Linked DNA regions of Mus musculus: region 1 is linked to region 2. A link is a contact called in public Hi-C data. All regions are on one chromosome and are shown on one strand. Each heading gives the region's core, a stretch centred on a gene start, on an enhancer-like site or on the middle of the called end of the contact. The rest is flanking DNA. Distances are from core to core; before and after follow the strand shown.

The links. Hi-C and Micro-C count contacts between places; a contact is called where the count stands out from the background.
Region 1: a contact with region 2 is called in a Hi-C map of cerebral cortex, with 3 times the contacts expected there. The contact joins two enhancer-like sites. A contact is called at or near these places in 1 of 15 datasets of contacts at CTCF or cohesin (large pre-B cells), 5 of 484 Hi-C or Micro-C datasets (the AtT-20 cell line, cerebellum, cerebral cortex and 2 more) and 1 of 9 other capture datasets (embryonic stem cells).

Annotation. Positions count from the first base shown.
Region 1 is chr10:116,847,698-116,850,397 of GRCm38.p6, reverse strand. Myrfl (myelin regulatory factor-like) reads left to right here. Exons shown (of 25, transcript NM_001033333.3): 3 at 964-1,031; 4 at 1,130-1,373; 5 at 2,031-2,122. Among named protein-coding and RNA genes, the nearest start is that of Myrfl, 48 kb to the left of the region's middle. Within about 2 kb of position 1,442, at least 22 of the 459 cell types and tissues checked have an H3K27ac peak or open chromatin away from gene starts, as enhancers often do. A contact at or near this core is called in cerebral cortex, where this site is marked.
Region 2 is chr10:116,644,001-116,646,700 of GRCm38.p6, reverse strand. No RefSeq gene overlaps it. Among named protein-coding and RNA genes, the nearest start is that of Gm26579, 29 kb to the left of the region's middle. Within about 2 kb of position 1,425, at least 16 of the 459 cell types and tissues checked have an H3K27ac peak or open chromatin away from gene starts, as enhancers often do. A contact at or near this core is called in cerebral cortex, where this site is marked.

The DNA.
Region 1 (2,700 bases), core at 193-2,692, 200 kb before region 2:
TCTACCTACATCCTATCCTGTTTCCAACTCTACCCGTCTTCTAAGCTTGAAGCTTGAGGCGACTTTAGTGTCCTGAGTTTTGTTTGATGGACGGTCTCCCTGTCAAGTCTGGATGCCCTCTGTGCCAGATCCAGGCAGTCTCTGTTAACTCAGCCTGCCATCCAATCTCTGCTTCCACTGTATTGCTGAAATTCAGTTTGTGCTGGTCTAGCCTAGGGTACTCTAAAACTTTTAGCGTTCATACCTCTGTATTTCTTTATACTGATAAAGATTGATATATATTCTCTCTTTCTGGTTAATAGAGAGCAAATAAACTTTAAAGAGCCAGTTTGAAGATAAAACTTAATTAAAAAAATCTCTGTTTAAAAATTTACCTTTTAAACTTAGCATACAAAGTGGTGGACATCATAATGACATTTTCATACAGATGTGTCATTATATCCTAACCCCACTGCCTCTCCATCACCCCTCCCCCTCCTTAACTCCTCCAAGCCCCCAAATGGTGACAGATGAAAACAAACTTTTATGATGTTCCTTTTCTGGAACCCTTGAGTCACTTCCAAGAGCTCTTGGGACACGCCCACACCTACATGAATGGAAGACCGTTGCTTGCTTCAGTGACAACATTTACCTCTCCAGTGTACATAAGTTTGGAGCGTTGCAGCTCAGGCTTTGTGGACATTTCCATAAGTCTCACAAATCCTCTCTGGAGAGGGTGTGGCAATGATTTCTGTGTGTGTGTGTGTGTGTGTGTGTGTGTGTGTGTGTGTGTGGTGTGGGGTCAGGGGTCTAGAGAGGAGAAGAGAAAACTGGTACTTGAAGCCCAACCCCATCACATGGCACAGTCTGAGTTTAGCTTTCCTCCCTGAGTGCTGCCCACGGGGGGTTGCCTCCTGTCAGTGACTAAAACAGGAGATGAAACTAAAACAGAACAAAAAGAAAAGCAATATTTCTGATCCCCAGGCAACGGCAGCTCCCTGACACCCCACCTTACTCTGCATCCGACCCACGCTCTCCTCCACAGGTCAAAGGTGAGTGAGTCCATCCACATAGCACCTTGCATGTATGGTTGACTCAGGTCTCGGCAGTGAGAATGAGAGGTACCTGTCTCTCCTGTCTTCCCCTGCAGGCGCATGCTGCAGGACCCCGAGACCTCCGGCAGGGAGGATCCCAGCTGCTTTTCTCCACTCCACCACAGCACCCGGGCCCCTGCCTGAGCATCCATCCCAGAGCATGGCTGGCCAAACCCACAGCAGTTTTCAGAACGGCTACCCGGAATCCAGTCACCCCGCCACCTGCCGGCACCAAACGGGGCCCTCCCGGTTGGGGACGAGTTGCTCTTTCCACCAGCAGCCTTTGTGCCACGTTCCTGGGTAAAGCATAAGATATTTAGTTTGGAATCACTTCAGCATCCACAGCTGGAGTGCCAGAAGGGACCACGGCAGCCTGTCCAGCAGGTGGCAGTGTGGAGGCGTACAAAGGGACCATGAGGACCTCTGTTCCTGATTTAGACAGTCTTCACTAAAAATCTCCATTCACGGTCCTCACCTAACAAAAAGTTAACATGTCAGGAATATGTATAACAACCCCAGGTGGCGGGATGAAGCACCGCTTGCTTAGGCTGCTTCCAGCAGAGGACCGCAGGGCAGTTTGAGTTGGGTCTTAGATAACTGTCAATCAAGGTTTCTTTTTCTTCTTTCCTCTTTCTGACCTCTATTCTTCCTTCTCTGCAAAGCCAGGGCCATCTGTGAAAGTGATCAGGTTCTGTGCGAAGAGAACTCATAGATGTAAAACGTACACCTGCATGTTCAGTCCGTGTCTCCTCTGCTTTGACACTATACCTTTCAGGCAGGTGGATCTTCCATTGGTTGTCTATAGAAAGACTACATTTTAGAACAGTAGCGCCCGAGAGACCTTAGAGAACTGGAATTAGACTTGGGAAATCAGAGAGCAAAGGTCTGGGGAACTCAAGTTTGCTCTCGTGCAACGAGCCAAGTGGCTAACTAACCTTTCTGTTTCTCAACTTTTAGATCCTCGTTACCCCCGACAAAGAAGAGAAAGCACTCGCAGATACAAGAGGACTCGTGGGACTGTAGTTCATGGGCCCACTACTTCAGACCAAGTGAGCGAGTGTGGGTTTGTGACAAAGTCAAGGCATGAAAGCCTTGGCTGTCGGGTGAAGGCTTTTGACCTGACTCTCAGCAGCTCCACACAGCTGTGTTCCCTCTCATAGAAGACAAACAATAGGCTTTGGGACTGTATTCCAGTCCCATTGATGTATCTTTCCTGCAGCTCAGTCACACAGGTGCCCCCGGGGCACCTGCTGCTCTGTCTCTCCCATTCAGGTAAAATGCTTCCTCTTTTAGGAGAAACATGTCTCAGACAGACTGGCTCCAACCCAGGGAAATGGTATAAACAGAGCTTCCAAGAGCCAATTGGCTGCCTGTTTTCTTGTCACCTTCTGTAACTTTCTTGTGTTCAAGTATAGGTCGGGTGTATGTATCTACATGTGCATTATCTTATATAACATGTAGTGCATTTGTTTTGAGCTCAAAGGGATGGTGTTGGCAAAAGCTTGCTTGGTCCTTTGGAATCTGAAGGTGAACTGCTGGAATTTTTAGGAGAAGGGATAATACTCTAGGCCAATCCTGCATGCTACTAGAAACATTCAAATGTGTGCAGTGTGAATCGTGCCCCAAA
Region 2 (2,700 bases), core at 176-2,675:
CTATGTAAAAATTCACCCTAGGAAATAAAAGTGGAAACAGTTTAGATGAATCCAGACTTCATGGCAGGGCCTTGTACCAAGTGTCATTTCTCCTTTGTTTACTAAGTTGCATCTAAGAAGACAACAGTGTGACCTTGGGTCGTTTTTCAGTAGCAATGATGAAGTACTTCTTGAACCTTCTCCTGGTCCTCCCTCAGCAAGCGGCCTTTTGTAACTTGTGTGCCCCTAAGTAATTTTAAGGAGTAGTGTGTAATGTGTTCAGGCAAATCAAAGTAATTGCTTAGAGTGACAGCTAACCTTCCTGGCTCTTCCTTGTTGCTGGAAGTCTTTATCCTTCGTTATATTGGAGGCCCAGCATAATTGAAATGTCAATTCTGCATTCTGCATTTGAAACACCAACGTGGAAAGATCCGAGGCAATCAGCTGCTGGCTGTGATGTAATGTGCATTACTCTTCAAAATGTTTCCTTCTTTAGAATACGCACTTTTCATCTCTCGAATCAGTAGAGTACAGCTCAAGAACAGAAACCGAACTGAAACAGAATCAGGGGCCACGTAATTACAGATGCACAGTCAAAAACAATTTAAGTTGGGTGTGGCATGGTCCACACCTACAACTGGGAAGTGGGAGCAGGCTGGAAGATCAGCAGTTGGATTAACCTCAGTTATATAATGAACTCAGGGCTCCTAGGGAGACTGTCTTGAAAAGAAAGGACTGTGTATAAAAGTAAAGCTATCCACACGCATGTGTGCTTGCCCGTGGCTTTGACCTACTGCCTTTGAAAGAACTTCCTTTGTCCAGAGAGAAATCCGTAGCTCCCGTCACCTAGTGCTGAAAGGAAAGGCAGATTCTAAAATGAAATGGGGTCAGAGCCATGGGCATTCTTGCACATGTTAAAAATGGACTGAGAACTCACCATCTGGCTGGAGAGCTCTCGGGAAGCAGGCACCTTCTGTTGGGCATAAGCATAAGAGAGGCCCCCTGAGCTTTGTACTGTTTATTCATAGATAGTTGTGGCCGCGTGTTGCTCCTCTAGCTGCAATGTGCCCATCATTTAAACCTACACCTTCAGAATGAGACCAAGGTAATCATTTATGCTAATTTTTAAGTCCTAGGTATAAACTGGGGAGGGGCACAGACCCTGCCTGGAGAAAGGCAATAGCTGAAGGCCGATCAAGACCTGGATGAAAAGGAGTGGTGTTGGGAAGGGAGGCCTTTGGTTCTCTGGACAGTGTGGAGGTGTGAAGGGCTGACAGGGTCTAGGCCAAGGTCTGACCCATGTCCTCTCTGAACTCACAAGGCAGCGGGTCTCCCTTGTAGTTTGGCAGCATCGGGTGTACATATCCGATTCGGTGTTTATTCAGCATCGGCTGCCTGCTGCAGAGCAGCTCCCTCAGAGCAGCTCCCTCAGAGCAGTTCCCTCAGAGCAGCTCCCTCAGAGCTGGAGAACAGGGCTGACGGGCAGCAGATTCCAGAAACAGTCCCAACTCTATAGCATCAGCCGAGAAGCTAGGAAGCCAGGCAGATATTTACGGCTCATTTAAGAGCATTTACCATCCTCTTATGGATGAAAACTCATTATAACAGATCCGAAAGAAAGTCTCCAAACACACTCAAGAACTCAAGGAGAAGATACACAGACCCCAAGGCCTCATCCTGCCAGACCCCACTGACAGAGGCTTCTACTTACAGAAATGACCATGAAGACAGGTGTGGGTGAAAGATCCTGGCAGAATGTAAAAGGACACAGAAGCCCTGAAATTGGCAAGATAGACGTCAGTGTTAGCAGAACTAGCTTCACTGATTTAGAAAAATAGAGGTGCACAATGCTCTGGCCACTCCTTGAACCTGTGTGTCTGCCAATGTTCTGACCAGGTGTGTGCCCATTGCTGCACCTTCATTAGACTCTTTCCTTGTATCCTTCCATACCCATTTCTTGAGAATAGACATTGTTTAGATCTGGAAATCCCTTAATCTCCCCCTTCTCCTTTCCCCCCTGAGGGCCTATAAAAACTGGGACCTCTTTCCCCTCGAGGTCGACTCCTCTACCCTTGTGTGGGATATGAGTCGTCCCCAGAGCTCTGGCTTTCCCCGAATAAAGCCTCATGTGGTTTGCAACAAGCTCGGTCTGTTGTGAGTTCTTGGGTGTCCGCTATTGTCCTGAGGCCTGAGCGAGGGGCTCCTCTCGGAGTCTTTCATGGGCAGTGGAGGATAAGCTGTAGAATTAAAGGTTCCACCGAGAGCTAGGACCTCTGTCTATCCACTGTAGCAAACCATCTTTTATCTCGGTTTTTCCTTCAAAATACTAACCGGCTGCTCCACAGGTGGGGCCTGTGTTATGTCTGTGGTGTGGCTAATGCGTGTCTCAGATCTCATCACCAGTTTCGTTAATCTTGACTTTGTTTCCACCATGCAGTTTCTCAACACGATGCTTGTAGGAAATGATTAATAACCTGTGGTGTTGCATGTACTGTTACAGTTATTCCTTATTAGAGCAGTAATTTATTGTTAGTCCAGTTGCTTGACTTCAGAGTGTTTATGACAGTGTGTGTCAACTTGAAGTGCCACAAAGATGTTGTGCTGTGCATGTCCATTATACACCGATCGTGTAAGAGGTTACAGTATGTGTACAGGACAGTACAGCCATCCAAGTCATGCCTGCTTCTGACCTACCTGAAACAGGAAAGTGTCACAAGCATG